Regions from separate parts of the Mus musculus genome. Here regions 2 and 3 are each linked to region 1. The links are chromatin contacts, called in public Hi-C maps. All regions are on one chromosome and are shown on one strand. The core of a region is the stretch at or near the end of the contact, and the rest is flanking DNA. Distances in the headings are between cores, read along the strand shown.

Region 1 (2,753 bases), core at 76-2,575:
GAGAGGAAACAAAATAGAAGCCAGTAGTCCACCTCAGTGTATTCAGAGGAGGGCTTTTGTCTCCTACCCCGTGGCAATTTTACCACCCGGACTCCTGCCTGGCCTGGAGTTCCCCTCCATTGGCCACCAGCCACCACCACTGGCTGGAGCAGAGATCACCGCCCTGCATGCTGTGGTCACGAGGAGTCCCTGCCCTTTAGTTATGTGGTAGTTTATGTGCCAGGGGAAAGCAAGGCCAACCAGTCCCTGGTGCCCCCAAACACATTCTTGGCATCTCACAAAAATGCTGAAGGTACCTGATTAGAGAAATGCTTTGGGCTCTATGGGCCATGAACTCTGAGCCCTAGGGAGGCAGTGACTTCACACCTCCCCCTCGCCCACCCCGTCCCTGCCAAGTCTGAGCTGCCTACCACATCAGTGACACCATCGCGGTTTCTCTGTCCACGCACATGGCCAGTGTTTCTGTTTTCTTGAGGCATCAGCTTTGATACACACAGAAAAGGGCGGGGGATGTTAATGTGGGGAAGGTATCTATTAAGGTCTGAGCTCCAGTTCCTTCCTGTCAAACGGAAATAAGGATAATCATGTGTGCACATTAAACTGCACATGTCAGAGTCCCCATGGTGGTCACTGTCACCCCAGAGTCTGTTCCAACACTGGCCCAGCCCAAGGTCAACCATTTCCCCATTCAGGGTTCAGTGCCTTCTACACTTTCCAATGTCCATAGAGGACAGAGGATATGTCAGAACATGGCCAGATTTGCATCCCAAACTGGACCCCTTCGGCAGCTCACAGTGGAAACCATGTGGTTGACCCAGAAGTGGACACCCACACATTTCTCCACCTATCAGTCTGCCCATCAGATACCTCCTGGGCATCTTTCTATATACCAGTTCCTCCCTGAGCACCTGGGACTTGGCCAAAAGTAAACTACATCTCTATCCTGGTGAGGTTCACATTCTAGCCAGAGAAAGCCCATGATAGGGGACCCCTAAATACACACCACATCAGACAAGAGGAACACCAAGGGACAAGCCAGGCCGGGAGAGGAGACAGTCCTGGAGACACACTCCTGCCCTACAGTCTTCTGGGGTCCCTTAGGCCAGAAGATCTACACATACATTCAGATGGGCAAGGGGGGACAGTAGAGAGGACAATACACGTGGGCCTTGCAGTCAAGGAAAGCTGCCCAGCCGCGAAGGAAGCCTTTATGAAAATAGGAAGGAAAGATCATTTAGGTAACCACCAGTCTAGCCTTAGAGTGGGGAGGTGAGCGGACTGGGACAGGATCCACCCACTGCCGCTGGAGCTCTGCTGTCCTCTGCTGGACAGATCAGGGATTTCAGGTACCCTAGTCTGGGACTCCTATCTCCTGGATAATCTGCGCCTGCCCCAGGCCCTCACCTGTATGCAAAACACCTCTGGGTGCCAGTTCATACTACCAGCTGGACCCTATGAAGGGCACACATCCCGTTACCCAAGCCAATTCTGGGTGCCCTATGGGTTTACAAGGTGCCAGTGACACCAGCCCACAGCAGGCTCTACTGGGGCCTCAGACATCAATGGCATCTGGGTCTGCATACAGGTGCCAGCTGTCCCAGTGCACACCTCACCTGGGGGAGGGACACTGCTTAAAATGCTCATTGAGACAGGTGAACACAGGACGGAGCACCTTTGTATAGATGCAGAGGTGAAGGGGGTGCTGTCAAGGAGCCCCCAAACTGTGTGCCAAGTAGAGAGCCCGTGAGAAATGCAGCCCCTTCCTTGCTGCCCTGTCACACCAGGCTTCTGTCAGCCATTTTTCAGTGATGCTACATACCATCCAAAGCCTTTCTTAGGAGCTGTGCTCTCCAGAGTGCCTACAGGTCCAGGGTTCAGTGAGGTCAATCCTAAATTATACACAAGGAAACAGAAGCAGTGGGAGAGGGGCCCAGAATAGTGCCCTGGCCTGGAGAAATCCCCAGATATTATCTCCTAAGAATCACCATTAAGTAGGTTGATCTATCTATCATCTATCTATCTATCTATCTATCTATCTATCTATCTATCTATCTATCTATCTACCTACCTACCTACCTACCTATCTACCTATCTATCTATCTATCATCTATCTAAGGTCCACAGATCCCAGAGGGGCTGATCAACCCACAATGTCTAGAACAATCCCCATCTAAGCAGGCAGCGGTGAGTACCAGCCAGCATGTGCCTGCTTGTGGACCCCTCCAGCTCAGGACAGTGTGTTTTCACCAGAGGACAGCACTCTGTCCCACTGGTAGCCCTAGCCCAGCTCAAATATCTTCCAATGCTATCACTTCAGAACAAAGTGACAAGCCAACATGGACAGAACCTGCTTCCCTAGATCACTACATAGAAACAGAAACTGTCTCTTAAGCCACTCTGTCCCTACTGACTTCCAGTCCCACCTCAGGAGTCTGGTGGCCTAGGGTCCATCATCAGCATGAGTGCTGGTAAGAAGCACCCACAGAGGACTGAGCTGCCTCAAGCCTCTATGACAGGTCACCACCGACTGGGGTACACAGACCAGACTGTCTCCCTTCACAGTTTGCAAAGCCAGGCATCCAAGTTTGCTGACATCTGGGCCCCACCCCTCCAAAGGGCCCAGGGAGGAGCCTTCCTTAGCTCTAGCTTCCTGATTCCCAGGCCTCCCTCAAGACATACCTGTATCACTCGATGTCCACCTCCATCACCACAGGGCTCTTCTGTCTCCCCTCACACAGACACCAGTCATTCTG
Region 2 (2,753 bases), core at 145-2,644, 220 kb before region 1:
AGACCTGGAATGGTGGCCCCTGACCACTTCCACTGGTGACAGAACTTCTCCAAATGCCTGAGGACCACAAAAAGCAAATTTGGAAATTTGGGGAAATCTCTGGATATGAAAACTTCATACAGTTCTCCTGTGGCTGTAAGTGACTCACGACATGCAGAAATCAATCCTAGAGGTCCTGGCCCTCCTCCAGCTGTTCTAGACCCCAGATCAGGTGAAGTATAGATACAAAGGGTTGGGGACTTTTTGGGGTCCAAGGCCTATCAGGTATCCAAGGTTGAAGAGGGACCACAAGTCTGCACAATAACGGCCCAGAAGTTTCCAGGGTGGGAAGCTCACTGTCCACATTTGGTCTTTGGATGTTCTTGGTGACATTCCCAGTGGTCTCTGCTGATGACATCTGAGGTCCCAAGTGGTCATCTGAGCTGCAGCAATCTCATCTGGGGAATGGGTACAATCCTACAATTGTCTCTCAGGTTTCACCAGGACAGATAGAGTCATACCTGCAACTGGCTCTCCCATGTGGCACTCTCAGGAGTGCTGTGGGTCTCAGGGCTCATGTCCAGGGCTCCAAGGACCCCATACTCTGCCGTCCTCCCAACTCTTCCAGGCTGAGCTGTTCACAGAGGTCTTCTGCCGTGTCCAGCTTCATCCTCAATGTGCCTCTTTATACTCAGTCACCCCAACACCCCTTTTGTCTTCATCTCTGGTTGAGATTTTTGCCTTCAAGTCTTTGACCTTGTTTTCTCTTTAGCTCAGCTTCCAAATCCCCATCTTCACCTGTTCTAGAACTTTCAGTCTTCTGCTCCCCTTGAGGAAGGCTCTTGAGTGCCCATCCAGGTGTGAATGGAGAGTCTGGCTGTTTTGTGAGCAGGTGCTTGTGATCAGTGAGCTCATGACTGGGTGTGGCTGAGGTCCATGAGCCCAGACACCTGAGCTGAACAGGGCCGGATGTCTCTCAGTCAGCTAAAACAACGTTTGGTCTTTTCCAGGCTTTTCCAGTAATTTTTCTCCCTGGGTGTCCAGTAAGAGGTCACCCTATTTCTCCATGTCCAGCCACTGCTAACATCATCCTCCTGCCTTCTCTTTTCCAATAAACCTTGGGCCACACTGGCTCCTCTATCTGCCTTGGGCAGACATGGCTGTCCAGCTGCCAAGAGGTCTCTTTCTCAACCCTGACAGCTTGGCTTTATGCTGAGGCTCCAGTGGGCAGCAGATCAGGTGTCTCAGTACTCCTCAGTGGAGTGATCTTAGATGTGGTGTACTGACTCGCTGCCTCACTTTCTCCATCTGTAGAATGGCATCACAATGTCATTACCCTCTATGGTGATTAGTGCCGCAGCTGTGGCTCCCTTTCTGTCCCTGAAACTGAATGTTTTGCAATAATCTAGGCTTCTTGCTGTTGGCCCCTTGTGAACACCAGTCCTGAGCGTAGGTCCTTACCCACTTCCTCTGTTCTTATTTTAGTTGGGCCATCCACCCAGGGACTCCTTGTTGAATGTGTACATGAATGAATGAATGAATGATACACTTCCCTAGTGCTTGGCATAGTGTGTGGTGGATGGCAGGTACCTGTCAAGTCTTGCTGAATGTCATCTATGGACAAATGCACAAAAGTGCTCTTGCCACATGAAACTCTGAGCTTTTCTTCTGCTGCATATGAGCTATTGACAAAGACTGATGGTCAGCCCCAGCTACACAGATTTCCTCTACATGCTGCCTTCTGACCAGAGGCTGCCACTGCCTTCTGTTTCTTTGTCCCACCTCAGAGCTAGAATTTGGCTGAAAACCCCATTCCAGGCACAAAATTAGATAGGAGCTGGCAAGGTGACCAGCTAGCGGCCATCTTGATAAAAAAGCAGGTCTGACATCCTCCTAGATTCTGTATATCTCATGTGCCTTCCTGGGAAGCATTGAGGTCACACTGGAATCTCAGGACCCAACCCCATGAGGCTGAAACCTTGGTGAAGAGCAGTGAGAGAGCCCTTGTCTTATTCCCATCTTTCTTGGCCATATATCTTCCCAAATTGCATTGCAGGGAGTTTTTGTTTTGTTTGAATATTTTGCTCTGTATCCCAGGCTGGCCTTCAATTCACTACGTAGCTCAGCTGCCTCACTGGGCATTGAGGTGAGTGGGTAATGGAAGCCTTGGACTGTAATGCACCCAGGAGCTGTTGACATTTGAGGGTTTGGGTAAGAAGATTTCTCTATGGTTCTTGACTTCCCCCTTTTAGGCAATTTCTCAGGTTTCTGAGGTCCCCTGGTTGGACCCCCGAGTCAGGGAAGCCTCCTGTTCCCTGCATGAACTCATGTTTCCCACTAGGCTGGAAACTTTTATGTGTGCCTGGCTATGCTGACAACTGGAGCTGGCTTCAGATGCTGCTGCCATGGCAACTGAGGTAGATGCTCTCCTAAACAATCCAGTTACTGGATGGAGATGGTTTCTCTGCAGAATGTGCCACTAGGATAGTGGATGGGAGGTGGGGAGGGAGGCAGTCCCTTTCCTAGAACCCTTGACCCAGCCTAGGTCTGTCCTCAGAAAATCGATCTGCAGAGAAGAAAGGATGATTTGGAAAACTGCTGGGATCTCCAGGTTAGCTTCCAGAGAAATCCTGCAAGAGGCAAGAGGCTACACTCCTCCAAGTAACCTGGAGGCTCCAGACTTCCATGGCCACTCAGCTGGTGCTGGGGTCAGGGGAGAAGGTCTGAGTCGGGTCCTGAGATGCTTGTCCATCTCATAGGGCAACAGCTCAAGT
Region 3 (2,753 bases), core at 82-2,581, 190 kb before region 1:
GAACCCCTTACCCCCAAGTTGAATGTTTTGTTGATGTTGTTTTTGTTTTGTTTCTGTGTTTTTAAATATCTATCTATCTATCTATCTATCTATCTATCTATCTATCTATCTATCTATCTATCTATCTATCTAGGCAACTTATCCACTGAGCTATCTCAGCAGCGCAGAAGAGTATAGTTAACTCTTCCTTTTCTCCAGTGGGGCCCAGCATCAGCTTGCTTGGGCATGTGGACTGTCCCCACAGAGGGAAGTTGCAGACTGTGTTCTTCTGGCTCATGCCTATTCATCTGAGGATAAGCTGACTGGCTCTAAGAACATGAAGGGCAAGAAGACCTGCTGACTGCCTCACTCTGAGTCTCAAGTGTTCTTACCATTTGTGGGCAGGAGGGGCCTCGTCCCATTCCCATTGTGTCCAGATTCCGGATCCCCCTGCACCAAAGCACAAGATGTCAAGCCAGTGGAAGCAGAAGATCCTGTTTATGCATAAGTTGGGCTGAGGGCTTTGTCTCTGAGAGGGCTGGCAAAACAAGGTGGCTGGTCACTGGAATCTAGACAGATGTACCCAGTGACTGCATTTGCATCTGTGGACAGATGAGTTCCAGGGAATGCCTACTTCTAGCATGGCTCCATAGTTTGTGATTACCCACAAGTCTTTGTACTCTTTCATTCAGAATGGAGAGACTTGAGGGTTGCAGGATGAAGCAGTGCATGGCATGCAATCTGTCCTCAGGGAAGAGTGTCAGGCCAGCAGAGGACAGGACTGGGGATGGGGTTGTGGAGAGACCTCTCACAGATTTTTGGAAGAGGGCTCTGGCTGAAGTGGCCTAGCTGACAAGGTTGGGGGCAGGTCTGTGTTGCCTGTGTGTGCAGCTATGTATAGTCTTCCTTTCACACTGGAAGAAGCAGCTCATAGTTGGGAAGGCCTGTTTTAATGGAGGAGAGGAGTTTTCTCCTGAGAAGGAGTCACCACAGTCTGGCTTGGAGCTCAGGGACCACCCCACTGGCATCCCCTCTTGCAGTGATTTATTCTGGAATCAGAGATCAGGCTAATGGGTCCTCACTGCCTGGTTAAGTCATTGCTCATCCCTGCAGATTTGAAGTGATGCCTTTGTAAGACACAGTGTGTGTGTGTGTGTGTGTGTGTGTGTGTGTGTGTGCATGTGTGTGTAGTAGGCACAGCTTAAGGCAGCAGCTGACTACAAGAGACCCCACCTAAAGCTTATGTACACAATGGGGAGAGGAGAATGGATCCCTAGGCACACTTGGGGAGTATCCTCAGTCTGCAGAGGTCACCACATTGCAGGTTGCATGCAGGACACACGTGACCGTCAGGTTTCTGAGCAACTAGCCGGGTGCAACCTCAGCTTCTCCTTTCTCAAGTTTGGGTGGCTCATGTATTTGCAGTCAGTCCTAAAATGAGCACTTAACTTTGTCCCACCCATACTACCTTAAAGGCCAGTTCCCTAGGGTAGCTGAGTACCCATGGAAGCTTGGGTGAGCACCCCCAATGGCCTGAGGGTAGAGGCATGCAACAAGAGTGGACACTGGGTGGAGAAGAAGCTCCAGAGCTCCAGTCAGGGCCTGGTGGCTCCTCTACAGGAGGGCAGACACTGTGTGGAAAGGGACCCTACAAAGGGAATACATTGATGTCACTCACCAAGTACTAGAACAGCTACCCAGATGGGCAGACATGATCTGGCAGTGTCAGGACGGAGTCACAGGGGTGAGTGTGGTCCAGGCTTGGGATGTGTACTCAGTGTGAGTGTGGGGAGAGTTCAGGGGATGACTCTCCAAAGTGAAGTGGATGAGAAGCAAGTGATGAAGCTCAAGGGAATGGTTCTGCTTCCAGACATGAAGACAGGTGAGGGCTGTGGGTAAGAAGCACTGTGGCCCAGGAGATCCATGGCTGCAAGCTGATGACAAGGAGAGAAGCCGATGACAAGGAGAGATGGACAGACCCTGGAAGTGGGGCAAGAAGGACCTGGCATTGGACAGGTGAGGTTAGTAAGGAGACAGAGTCAAACCAAAGCCAAACCCCAACCTAGTAAAGGGAAGTCCTAGACTGGCCACTTCATAGGTAAATTCTAACACTCAAAGAACTCACACTAGGTCTTTCCAATTTCTCCCAGAACAAGGAAGGTTTCAGAACACCTTTGAGTTCATCTGACAAAGCTGGCATTTCTCAAACACTACAAGAAAAGTAAACCACACATGAGTAATGCCCTTACTCCAGAGGCTGGGTATTTGAGAAGGCTGGGGGAAAGGCACAGTTAGCAAAGGTGGTTGCTGCCAAGCCTGGTGACACAAGTTCCATCCACAGAACCACATGGTGGAAAAAAAAAGAACTGACTCTCTCCTGTAAACAGTCCTCTGACCTCCACACCTGTGCCTCAGAACACATCACACACACATGCATGCACACACAAATACACATACCACATCACATACACACATACACATATCACATCACATGCATCACATATGCACACACATCACATACACACACACACACATATACCACCTCTCTCTCTCTCTCTCTCTCTCTCTCTCTCACACACACACACACACACACACACACACACACACACACACACACACACACACACACTAAATAAAACTGAAATTTAAAATATTCAGAGACTGGAAAGAAGGTTATAAGTCCTGGCTGTTCCACCAGGGGACCCAAATTCAATTCACCAGAACCATATGGCAACTGACAACTATAAGTTACTCCAGATCCAATGGATCAGATG

Evidence for each region. Hi-C and Micro-C count contacts between places; a contact is called where the count stands out from the background.
Region 2: a contact with region 1 is called in a Hi-C map of bone marrow-derived macrophages, with 25 read pairs. The contact joins two enhancer-like sites. A contact is called at or near these places in 1 of 15 datasets of contacts at CTCF or cohesin (embryonic stem cells), 7 of 484 Hi-C or Micro-C datasets (bone marrow-derived macrophages, embryonic stem cells, palatal mesenchyme and 1 more) and 1 of 115 datasets of contacts at active chromatin or transcription factors (embryonic stem cells).
Region 3: a Hi-C map of bone marrow-derived macrophages shows a contact between it and region 1, with 37 read pairs. The contact joins two enhancer-like sites. A contact is called at or near these places in 10 of 484 Hi-C or Micro-C datasets (MC3T3-E1-derived osteoblasts, bone marrow-derived macrophages, differentiating embryonic stem cells and 6 more), 3 of 115 datasets of contacts at active chromatin or transcription factors (the NIH/3T3 cell line, embryonic stem cells and pancreatic cancer cells) and 1 of 9 other capture datasets (embryonic stem cells).

Annotation. Positions count from the first base shown.
Region 1 is chr7:145,241,971-145,244,723 of GRCm38.p6, forward strand. It overlaps a transcript of Tpcn2 not described here. Among named protein-coding and RNA genes, the nearest start is that of Smim38, 35 kb to the left of the region's middle. Within about 2 kb of position 1,326, at least 19 of the 459 cell types and tissues checked have an H3K27ac peak or open chromatin away from gene starts, as enhancers often do. A contact at or near this core is called in bone marrow-derived macrophages, where this site is marked.
Region 2 is chr7:145,016,952-145,019,704 of GRCm38.p6, forward strand. No RefSeq gene overlaps it. Among named protein-coding and RNA genes, the nearest start is that of Gm46023, 51 kb to the right of the region's middle. Within about 2 kb of position 1,395, at least 8 of the 459 cell types and tissues checked have an H3K27ac peak or open chromatin away from gene starts, as enhancers often do. A contact at or near this core is called in bone marrow-derived macrophages, where this site is marked.
Region 3 is chr7:145,049,585-145,052,337 of GRCm38.p6, forward strand. No RefSeq gene overlaps it. Among named protein-coding and RNA genes, the nearest start is that of Gm46023, 18 kb to the right of the region's middle. Within about 2 kb of position 1,332, at least 22 of the 459 cell types and tissues checked have an H3K27ac peak or open chromatin away from gene starts, as enhancers often do. A contact at or near this core is called in bone marrow-derived macrophages, where this site is marked.